Regions from separate parts of the Mus musculus genome. Here region 1 is linked to region 2. Evidence: chromatin contacts called from public Hi-C data. All regions are on one chromosome and are shown on one strand. The core of a region is the stretch at or near the end of the contact, and the rest is flanking DNA. Distances in the headings are between cores, read along the strand shown. Region 1 has its middle 29 kb from the start of Gm30472. Region 2 overlaps Lhx4 (LIM homeobox protein 4).

Region 1 (5,653 bases), core at 666-3,165, 510 kb after region 2:
TGAACTACCCAGTACCCCGGAGCTCTTGTCTCTAGCTGCATATGTATCAAAAGATGGCCTAGTCAGCCATCACTGGAAAGAGAGGCCCTTTGGACTTGCAAACTTTATATGCCCCAGTACAGGGGAATGCCAGGGCCAAAAAGGGGGAGTGGGTGGGTAGGGGATTGTGGGGGTGGGTATGGGGGACTTTTGGGATAGCATTGGAAATGTAAACGAGGAAAATACCTAATTAAAAAAAACAAAACAAACAAAACAAAACAAAACAAAAAACATTTTATGTAGGAGCTTGTAGTTAAGCTTGGCTGACCATCGTGGTGGAAAGTGGCCATATCAGATCTGTTTCTAAGGTAACGACTGATTGGATGTTAGGAGTGGAAGTGAAGACTGTGGGATGACCACAGGAGTTTGGTGGTGGAAGGAAGAGAGCTATAGTCTATGAGGTTACAGAAAACTACACATGGCATAGTTAGGGGTGCAGACAGGGTAGCTCTCATGATTTTCAGATTTGCTAAGTTTGAGATGTTTGGATGTTAGTGAAGAGATCAGCAGGTAATTAAGTCCCTTTGGGAGAGCCATCTTAGCGGATTTTACAAGGCAGGAGTCCTCAGCTTAGGGGCCATGATTAAAGCCAGAGCATGGAGACTCTTGCTAAGGCGCCCTCAAGCGTTAAGAAGGAAAGGAAAAGAGGACCTTGAAAGATGCTAGGGCTTGAGCAAGAGAAGAAATTCTAAAGGTGGAAGGGAGGTCCTGGAAACGAAGGATATCAGGAGGAAGTGTGGTCAGGCAGTCATGTGCCGACAGGTAGGGCGGGATGACATTGGTGGGGGACAAGGAGGGATGATCAGGGGATGGGGTTGGGGGAGTAGGTTGGGGAAGCAGGACATGGTGGGGGGGCTGACTGGTGGGCTGGGTGATGTGGCAATCTCATGAGACCTTGGCAGACACAGTTTTGGTAGTGTCGTGGGTGGAATCAGAAGGGTTTAAAGAGGGGACTGGAGACATGTAGAGAATGCGGTTCAGGTGACTGGCTGGAGAAATGCCACCTGTTTGGAGCCCGCCACTACTTTCTGAATGTGACTCCTGGGTAGAGAGTACTTACCTTTCTGATGCTCAAGTCACCTATAAAAATGGAACTGTAGTAGGAGTGTTGGGAAAATGGAAAACATAGAAAGTATGTCAATTGTGATAGGTCATATCATCAACATGGCAGGATCTAGAATCATCCGAGACAAGCTCTGGGCACATCTGTCTGGGATTATCTAGCTAAAATGAGTAATGGGCAGCCTACAGGGTGTGCCTTAATTACAGCAACTGAAGTAAGTAGTAGACCTGCCCTGAATTAGGGACACCTTTCAGTGGCAGCCTAGATACAAGGACTGATGGGTAGGCTTTGTGGTTTTCTTTTTCTTTTTTTCCTTCTTGCCTTCCCATTGTCCATTATTCTATCATTTCTGCCTGCACTGCTGCCTCCATTCTCTTTGGACACTAAAGCCCAGCATCTTTAGCCCTCCTCCTCTGTGGTCTGAAGACCTGCTGGTCCCAGGAATCCAGCCTCATAGACCAAGTGGTTAGCAGATGCTCACTCTCTCCAATGTGAAGGCAGCCATTGCTGGACTACCCAGACCATACAGGTAAGCCAGCATAACTTCCCTTTCTGGATATATTCATCCTATTGGCTCTGTTCCTCTGGAGAACTCTAATAAATTTATGTAATAAGTGCCTAGTAAAGCCATACTAACCTCACTATGACACAGTATTAATCTCTGCCACATTTGGGCAAGATACTTAACTCTTGTGCCTCGGCTCTCTTACACTGTAACATATTGTAACATGTGGTCATTGTCTGCCTTATACTGTAACATAATGTAACATATCATTGTTGGAATTGGGTTTTGCCTTTCTCTTGCTGCTAGGTGGCGCTAGAGGACAAGCACTAGATCCTCTATCACACAATATAGAGTTCCTGCAGGTTCTCCTAGCCAGGACACCACAAAGTAAGAACACTCCCCCTTCCACCCCTATTCCCCAGAGCCTTGGCTACTTCATATGTGCAAAGTATGTGTTCTACATGTAGCTGTATTCTCAGCCTGAGAAAATCCTTTTGGAGATTCACAGGCATGCCTGAACTGTGAGAATTTTATATTCTTCCTGCTAGAATTCTACAATGTACCAGCCTTAGTCCTAACGGAAGATGGCCATAGATTTTCTTTTGACTGAGCTGTCTTGGTTAGTGTAATTAGAGCCTTGTTAGGGTTTTCCCACTTCTTCCAAGGAATAAAGTCACAGTTTATTGCCAATTTCTGTAAAGGGGGAATGCTCTGGCTATTTTGCATAGAGTAAAATTAGAAAATAAATTGAAACCGTGGGAAGATGACCCTATGAGAATTACCCTAAAGCTCTATTCCCAAAGAACTCACTTGGAAGTCGCTTTAACTACTTTTCCAGGTTAAAAATGAATAATTGGAGTAGAGAAGCTCCAAGCTGCATGCTAAATTCGATTTTCTATAGTGCAATGGTAGGTACCTGCACTTGCTGGCGCGGCCGCAGAGTGCTTGTCCTCGAGCGCCATCTAGCAGCAAGAAACGACAAACACAGCCTCGAAAAGGCTCCACTTGCTTGACCCTTAGAGGGAAACAAGCCATAATTTGGCTGTTCTACTCACAAAGTCTGCTCTCAGGAGGAATTCAGTGAATTCTTGGGCTTACAATCGCCACACTGAAGTCCCACGAGGTCTTTAAAGCCGCTTTTAACCCCTCTCCATCACGGACCTGCTGCTCCAGAGGGAGTGCAGCTTGTCCCATGGGTGCAGAGGGACAGAGCACACGCTGGGCAGTGCCACCAAGGCTCCCTGTCCTTTTGTCAGGCCACCTGATGCTCTACTGTCACCTTTCAAATACAAAAGGAAGTACAGTGTGCTAAGGTTTTAGCAGCTATTCCTTTTTTCTTGTCCAGCTGCTGTTCTGTGAGCAAACCTTGAGAGCAGCTCTGGGCTTCTGGGAATATGTTGCCACACCGCCCAGGGCCAACATTAGCTCCTTGCTGTGAGTAGTGCCAAAAGCTATACAGATTCCGATACAAGGCTCACATCAAATTTGGTCAGCACGCAGTGGGAGGATGCTACGGGGGCGATAAAAGAATATATGATTTCAGTGTCCATCAGTCCAACCTAGGTCGCAGTCTTCGTTTCGGCCCATTTCAGATGAGACTGACTTCACAGCACTGTAGTTCTCAGTGTATTCCCAGGACAGCGGCCTGAGGGCTAAGCCTTGATCTGGCACAGTGGCTTACCGCATGAGGTGCTAGAGAGGAAAGGGGGCTCCAGAAGCAGGAAGGAGAGAGGATGCCGGCCGGCAGAGAGTGGCAAGGGAAGTTAGGGAAGCCTCTGATTCAGGGGGTGTGCTTGCACGTCCTTCCCCGAGCCTCACCATTCTTAAGTTTGACGGTTTCATGATGAGCACAGGGAGGCATGAGTATGTATGTATGTATGTATGTATGTATGTATGTATGTATGTATGTATGTTCAGCATTCTGCATAGTAGCTGTCAGCCGGATGCTCATTAGAACTACACGGAACCAGTTGAATCAGAATCTCTGAGGGATGTGGTCCAAGCGGAGCAGTATATTACTCACGAGATGTGGGAGGTGTTTGAGAGCTCCCCGAGTGATGCACAGGCAAGGTGAAGCTGACAAACTGCTGCTGTACCTGCCACTTGAATAATGTTTTTTTTAAGTTGTTAATTAATATATAAGATGTAAAAGGCGTGCGTATTGATGGGTTACTTTCCATGTAATGTTCAGTACAAGTATATGTGTGTAATGTTCACCTCAGGCCAAATGTATCTCCTCAAATACTTGCCTGGAGGTCCTCATGGTCTTGAACTTATGAGTTCAGGCTATCCTGCCATTTCAGCCCTTGGCTACAGCCACAAGCCCCCATACTCAGCCAGTTTTATTCTTTATGGTGTATATACTCCACATTTGGCTATCCTGTTTCTTAGTTACTGTAAGAACCCTTCAATGAATGCACAGTGCTGACATCTCTCCCAAATATTGATTTTATCTCCTTTCAATACACACGCAGTGGTGAATTACTAATTTATATGGGGGTTCTATTTTTTAACTTCTGAGGACTCCCAATATTTCTAAGACTACATTAACTTACACCCGAATAGTGTACGACGGCTCCGTTTCTGCTGCATCTTCGCTGGCACCAAGTTTTAGCCTTTTTGGGGTAAGCTGATAACTTTGTGTTGATTTCACTTCCCTGATGGCCAGTGATGATGTGACGTTTTATTTATAAAGACCCCATTCTTTTGAGAAGTGTCTGTTTAGATCTGTTGCCCAATCTTGAAATTGGGCTCTTCTTGCTATTGAGGTTTTTTTTTTTTTAACTTCCTTTGATTTCTGAGTATCAAATGAATAATTTGCAAATGTCTTTTTTCTTCCATCCTATAGGATACTACTGCACCTGCTAATTTTCAGTGAGAATTTCCTAGTTTTATTTATGTATATTTGCCGTTATTCCCTATGCTTTGGGAGTCTTGCCCCAGCCCCATCCTTGCATATTCCAACAGCGAGTAGTTGTTAATTAGGGACTGCTTCTTGGTGAGGTATGGGAGCTCTTCTCTGCTTCCTCCTCTTAGCACCGAGACTCCATCTGGCTTGAATCTGTGCAGGTCCTGTACATATCTGCTTTAGCCCTGTTGTGTCTAGAAGATGGTTTCCTTGGTGTCTTTCATCCCTTCTGGATTTTAGAATCGTTCTGCCTCCTCTTCCGCATAGTTGATAACAGATTCCAATATAACAACTCTTTCACTTCCAATTTTATCATTTTTAAAAAGATTTATTTTATGTATATGAGTACACTGCAGCTGCCTTCACACATACCAGAAGAGGGCATTGGATCCCATTACAGATGGTTGTGAGCCACCATGTGGTTTCTGGGACTTGAACTCAGGACCTCTGGAAGTGCAGTCACAATTTTATCAATTTTTTAAAAAAAATTTAGTTAGCTTAGCTAGGGACTAGAAATTAGATCGTTAAATCTTTTCATAGAACCAACTCTTTGGTTTTGTGTATTTCTGCTTTGATCTTTATTATTTCCTGCCATCTGCTGCATTTGAGTTTGTGGCTTTTTGTATTTTTCTAGAGGCTTGAGACGCACCATTAGGTTATTTCAGTGAGATTCTCCTCATATGTTGGTACTTAGAGTTGTAATCATTTCTCTGACAGAGGCCTTGGCAGCATCTCAGAGTTCCTGCCTTCATTTCTGCTTGATTCCCTACCCCACGGATTCTTAAGTTTGGTGTCTTGGATGTATTTCAGACTTCTTGATGGTTTTGTTCATTAATCTTCTTTTTTGAGTATATCCAAATATGTGCTGTTGCTGTGACTTCGGTTTTCCTCCCATGAAATCTGGTCTTATGCTTGGTCTCCTCTGTTTCTCTTGCTTTCAGGCATGTGTTTTATTTGATCTTTTAATTTTCAGAATTTCTTATTCTTTCAGTTTTCTTGCTGTATTTTTCTTACATGTTTAATTTTTTTCCACTCAAATTTGTTATTTAATTTGCTTTGGTAGCTTTCTTGTCTTGGTTCTTGTTGTGGGGGCTGTACCATGAAGACTGTTCAGATACAGGTTTAAGCCAATACAAAG
Region 2 (5,008 bases), core at 1,594-4,093:
AAATGCAAGGACAAACTGCAGGGTGGTGTCCTCATCACAAAAGAAGCCACCCCTTCCCCAGCTTCCTTCTTACACACACACACACACAGTGAAACACACAATACCAACAGAATTGACCCACAAAGACTGCCACACTGCCCAGCCAGGGCACCATTGAGGCAGCAAGACAGGAGACAACGTTGTCATTCACTGGGGAACAGAAACAGGGAGAGCGAGAGGTGGGAAAACCAGAGGAAGATGGGAAGGAAGAGAAGCAGTAACCACCCCCACCCCAAAGGGAAAGAAAGGAAGAGACAGGATCGGTCTCTTCAGGTCCATGGAAGGGATTTGAAAAGCCTCAGACTTTCCCACCATTCCTCCTCCTTGTCTCTAGCACATGTGATCAGGAGGCTGTGACCGCCCCTCCCCCAGCTGGCCACTGGTCAGGAATGAGATGGATGAGCCTCCCTGGCAGTCCTGCTTTACTCAGGAGCACCGGGCTTAGTGGCACTAATGTGTCACCCTCACACCCTGGGCTTGGTTCTCCTTTGGCTGGATGCTCAGTGTTGACTAAAGCATCGGCCTCAGGTAATGGGTCCTAGGAAGGAACTAGATAATGCAGAAAATAAATTCTGGGAGACTCTCACTTGCCCAAAGCCCCAACGGGATTTTCCTGATGAACTCAGTTCCAGGATAGAAAGTCCAGGACAGTCTTTAAAGTCAATTTCAAGTGACATTTCCTCCCAAGAACTTTACCTGTTACTCTATTTAAAGCCAATGTGAGATAAGAGCTCTATTTGCAGCCCCATTGTACAGATAAGCAAACTGAGACACATCAAAGTTAAGTAACTGACTAAAGGACCACAGCCAACAAGTCATTTCAAGCCCAGGCAGGGCTGGGCTACTAACTGTCTTGTTTACAATCCAGACAATGAAACCTATGGACCCTGGCACCCTCCCCTCCCCTCTGAGGCCTGAAAGCAGCTTGAACGCTCCTTCAGGTGTAGGGCACAAGCTAAGAGCCTATGCTCTGAGAGTCTCCTGATTGGGCAAACGCTGAGCCCCAACTCACTGAGACAGAAAGCGAAGTTGGTGAAGCTTAGCCCATGCCCTTTGTCAGATCTCCACTCTGAAGAGCCCTGGTGAGGTCAAAATGCTAGTTCCCAGGTTGCAATGGGGCCCGGGGGGACTACAACGAAGGGGCCTATCCTCCCCGCTGCCTGAGAGAAGGCAGAGGCAGCCGTGAGGAGCAGTAGGCTGTGACTCACTTGAAGAAATCTTCCTTGCAGTAGACACTGCCGGCCCTGGAGAAGCATCTGTCAGCCAGCTGCATCTGGCAGTCTGCGCACTTGAGGCAGGAGCTGTGCCAGTGTCTGTCCAGGACCTTCAGGATGAACTTATCCAGGATATGTTGGTTGCAGCCAGCACACTGGGGAATCTCTGCAGAGGGGAGAGAGAGGGAGAGAGTATGAGTCTTCAGCCAGACCAGGCCCTGAAATGGGTACCTCATGGGACCCCACCCCCAGGCTGCCATGTTTTCATTACTGGGTAGAAGTTGTATTAAAACATCATCCCAACGTGAAGCATCTAGGCATGGACCAAGGCCATCTGGCTTGAGAAGCAAATGCTACCAGGAGTGGGGTTAAGCCAAGATCCAGGCCTGAGGGTGCTCAAGGGAAACTCAGTCTCTTCATAAGCTGAAAGAGATGCCATGACTCAAACAGCATGCCCCTGGTGATGGTTTTTCCTATGCTTCACACAGGAAAGTTATACTTTGGTTTTCCAGACTCCCTTCCAGCGTGGGTTCTGAAGTGGCAGGGATAGAATTGGGGTCTCACATGTTAGGCAAGTACTGTACAACTGAACCGCATCCCCAGTTCCCAGCTTGTGCTTTGAAGTTCACCAACCAGAGGTATTGAAAGAAACTTTCATTCAGAACTGCGGTAAATGGATGACAGCTGAGGAACAGCCTCATATCATACCAGTGTGGGTCTCAGGAGAGCCAAAGAAGAGCTGTGGTCGAAGTACCTTGACCAATCATGGCCAAGGCAATGACGTTCTAGAGGGAAAGGCTTGTCCCTGCACATTCGACAGAAAGGTGTCTCCTCCAAGCTGAAAGTCACTCAGCACCTAGCAATGAACCACTGTCCACTACAATAATGACAGTGGGGGTCTGTTGCCTGCAACCAAACTCTAACCATTGCCCCATCCTTTCTATCAGTGACTTCCTGCTGCTCTGACAATTCCATCAAGGTATTGCTTGAGGTTTAATAATATCTTGGAGTACTTTTTAAAAATCTGTAAAATGACCAGGTTTCCATGGCTGTGCTAGAGTCTGTAAATATTTTTTCCGATACTCCTACAGAGAGAGAGAGAGAGAGAGAGAGGAATGTAACAGATAGTAAGAGTAAACACATAAAGGTCCAAGCATTGCCCCACCCCCATGTACACACTCACAGGGGCCAGCTTCTACAACGATGACTTTCCCTTATCTGTTATAATTAATTTTTGCTAATTGTTTGCACATAATTACTCCCACTGGAAAGAGGGGTCCCCAGGGATAGGAACAATGTTTCTCTTTCAGCAATTAGCAGGTGCCTGGCACAAGAGTCCAGTTCTGCAAGGTTTTCTGCTCCATAGCAACTGCTTCCACTCTCACTACCAACATTCATTTGGAAGGGTTCTGTGTTTCCTCCTTCCTTGCTCCACAATGTTGATAAAAGTACTAAACCTGAACAGCTCGTGAATCTTGAACATTTGTCATGCTCAAGAGTGAGATAGTATTTTTAAAACGTTACCAAGGGGAAAAAACCAACATATCAAAACCTACATGGCCACTGAGATTTCACCTCACCCTCAACAGAGTGTCTACAGTGAAGAAACAAACAACAAAACAAAAAAAGGCAGAGGATGTGTGGAGAAGAACCTTAGTGACTGTCGAAGGGAATATAAATGAATGCAGCTACTATGAAAAATCCCATGGCTGTGCCTCAAAAAACTAAAAATAGACTTGGCATATTCCAGCTTGCACCATTCCTGAATATATAACCTAAGGAAGGGCAGACAGCACACAATAGAGGCGCCTGCATACCCATGATTCTCACGGCAATCTTCACAACAGTGGCATTTTAAGATTGGCCTAGGTGTTCATCCACAGGTGAATGGATAAAGAAAATAGGATATGGTACTAGAGAGGCCGCTGAGCAGGTAAGAGCACTTCCTGGTCTTCCAGAGGACCTAAGTTTGATTCCCAGTACCTACGCATCAGGAGGCTCTCAAACGACCATATAGTCGTGACTCCCTCTTCTGGCCTCTTCGGGCACCTGCACACATGTAGCATACACACAAAGACACGTGCACATATAGAGAAAATAAATGTGAAAAATAAAAGAAAATGGAGCAGAGTGCGGTGGTGTGTACCTTTTATCCTTGCACCCAAGAGGCAGCAGCATAGTGACACGCTGTTGCAAGGCAGGGAGGGAGATATATACCCATGGAGTTTTTGTTCATTCATAAATAATGAAGTTAGATCTAGCAGATTCTAAGTCTTTTAAAGATGGAGCTGGAGGGCTGGTGAGATGGCTCAGTGGGTAAGAGCACCCGACTGTTCTTCCGAAGGTCAGGAGTTCAAATCCCAGCAACCACATGGTGGCTCACAACCATCCGTAATGAGATCTGACTCCCTCTTCTGGAGTGTCTGAGGACAGCTACAGTGTACTTACATATAATAAATAAATAAATAAATAAATAAATAAATAAATAAATCTTTAAAAAAAAAGATGGAGCTGGAGATAAGGCTCAGAAGTTAAAGGCTCACAGGGGGCTGGAGTTATGTTTCCAGCTATGGTGGCTCACAACCATCTGTAACTCCAGTTTCAGATCTAATACCCATTTCTGACATCTGCAGAGAACAGCCAGGCGCATGGTGCACGGGCATGCATGCCGGCAAAACACTCATACACATAAAACACATTAATTAATAAAAAAAATAAACCTAAAATAATTCTAAAAGAAGTGTACTAGGTATATCTGTGATTTCAGCTGTTGGGAGGTGGAGACTGAAGGATCGGGAGTTTAAGGACAGCCTGAGTTACATAGAAAATGTGACTGCAGTCTGGGTTCCATGCAATCCTGTCAGAAGGAAAGAAAGAAAAGAGGGAAAGAAAAGAATGGAATGGAATGGAAAAGATGATCTGCGAAGGGTGGGAGATGTGGAGACAGGGACCCAGAAAGAGTATGAGGTAAGCAGACGCGACCAAAAGACATCATATACACATGTGGAACTCAATATTATGTACAATTAATGTATGCTAACAAAAAAAAATCTCAAAAACATCCATGTTCAGAGGAATCTTTCTTAACTCTCCAGACACTTGTTTGAACTTGGAATACGTGCTAAACCTCATCAATAGCGGTAACACCCAAGAGGCCACCTTGGAGCCATTAAGCCCCAACCTCCCCTGTCCCTTTTCGAGCCTAAGGATCGCCAGCATCCATTTGAAAATCAGATCTGCTGGTCAGTGCCGCTCCCTGACTCCTAGGCCGAGAAAGCTGTGCAGGCTGGACACTTGCTAATCACCACCGTTTGTATTCTAGGATTTCTTTCTTTCTACTTCACAGATTTTTTCCAAGCCAGGAACGTGGCGCACACCTGTTATCCCAGCATTTGGGAAGCCTGAGTAGAAGGACTACGAGTTTAAAAACAGATTAGGCAAGACCTTGTCTCAAACATAAGTTCTCCTCTGTGCGAAAGGCATAAAATAAAATAAAATAAAATAAAATAAAATAAAATAAAAACTGGAGTATTTACGGAGGACTTCTGATGGCTCACACAGCAACTTAACAAGAGATGGGAAGGACACCGGTAAAGTGTGGATTCTAGTACCAGACTGTCTGCATTTGCATCCTGCCTCTGCTTTGTCACCTTGGGCAAATGACCACTCTGCCTCAGCTCCTCACTTGGAAAACTGGGGTGATGTGGCCAACACTTCCTCTCAGGATTACCTGAGGTGAAGGAATCAACACCTGG

What was found. A called contact is a pair of places that touch in the nucleus more often than the background predicts.
Region 1: a contact with region 2 is called in a Hi-C map of the N1E-115 cell line, with 6 times the contacts expected there. The contact joins two enhancer-like sites. A contact is called at or near these places in 3 of 39 promoter capture datasets (liver and stem cell-derived epiblast-like cells), 1 of 484 Hi-C or Micro-C datasets (the N1E-115 cell line), 1 of 115 datasets of contacts at active chromatin or transcription factors (embryonic stem cells) and 1 of 9 other capture datasets (embryonic stem cells).

The regions. Positions count from the first base shown.
Region 1 is chr1:156,239,351-156,245,003 of GRCm38.p6, forward strand. No RefSeq gene overlaps it. Among named protein-coding and RNA genes, the nearest start is that of Gm30472, 29 kb to the left of the region's middle. Within about 2 kb of position 1,916, at least 16 of the 459 cell types and tissues checked have an H3K27ac peak or open chromatin away from gene starts, as enhancers often do. A contact at or near this core is called in the N1E-115 cell line, where this site is marked.
Region 2 is chr1:155,723,543-155,728,550 of GRCm38.p6, forward strand. It overlaps Lhx4 (LIM homeobox protein 4), which reads right to left. Exons shown (of 6, transcript NM_010712.2): 2 at 1,248-1,419. Among named protein-coding and RNA genes, the nearest start is that of Lhx4, 16 kb to the right of the region's middle. Within about 2 kb of position 2,844, at least 1 of the 459 cell types and tissues checked has an H3K27ac peak or open chromatin away from gene starts, as enhancers often do. A contact at or near this core is called in the N1E-115 cell line, where this site is marked.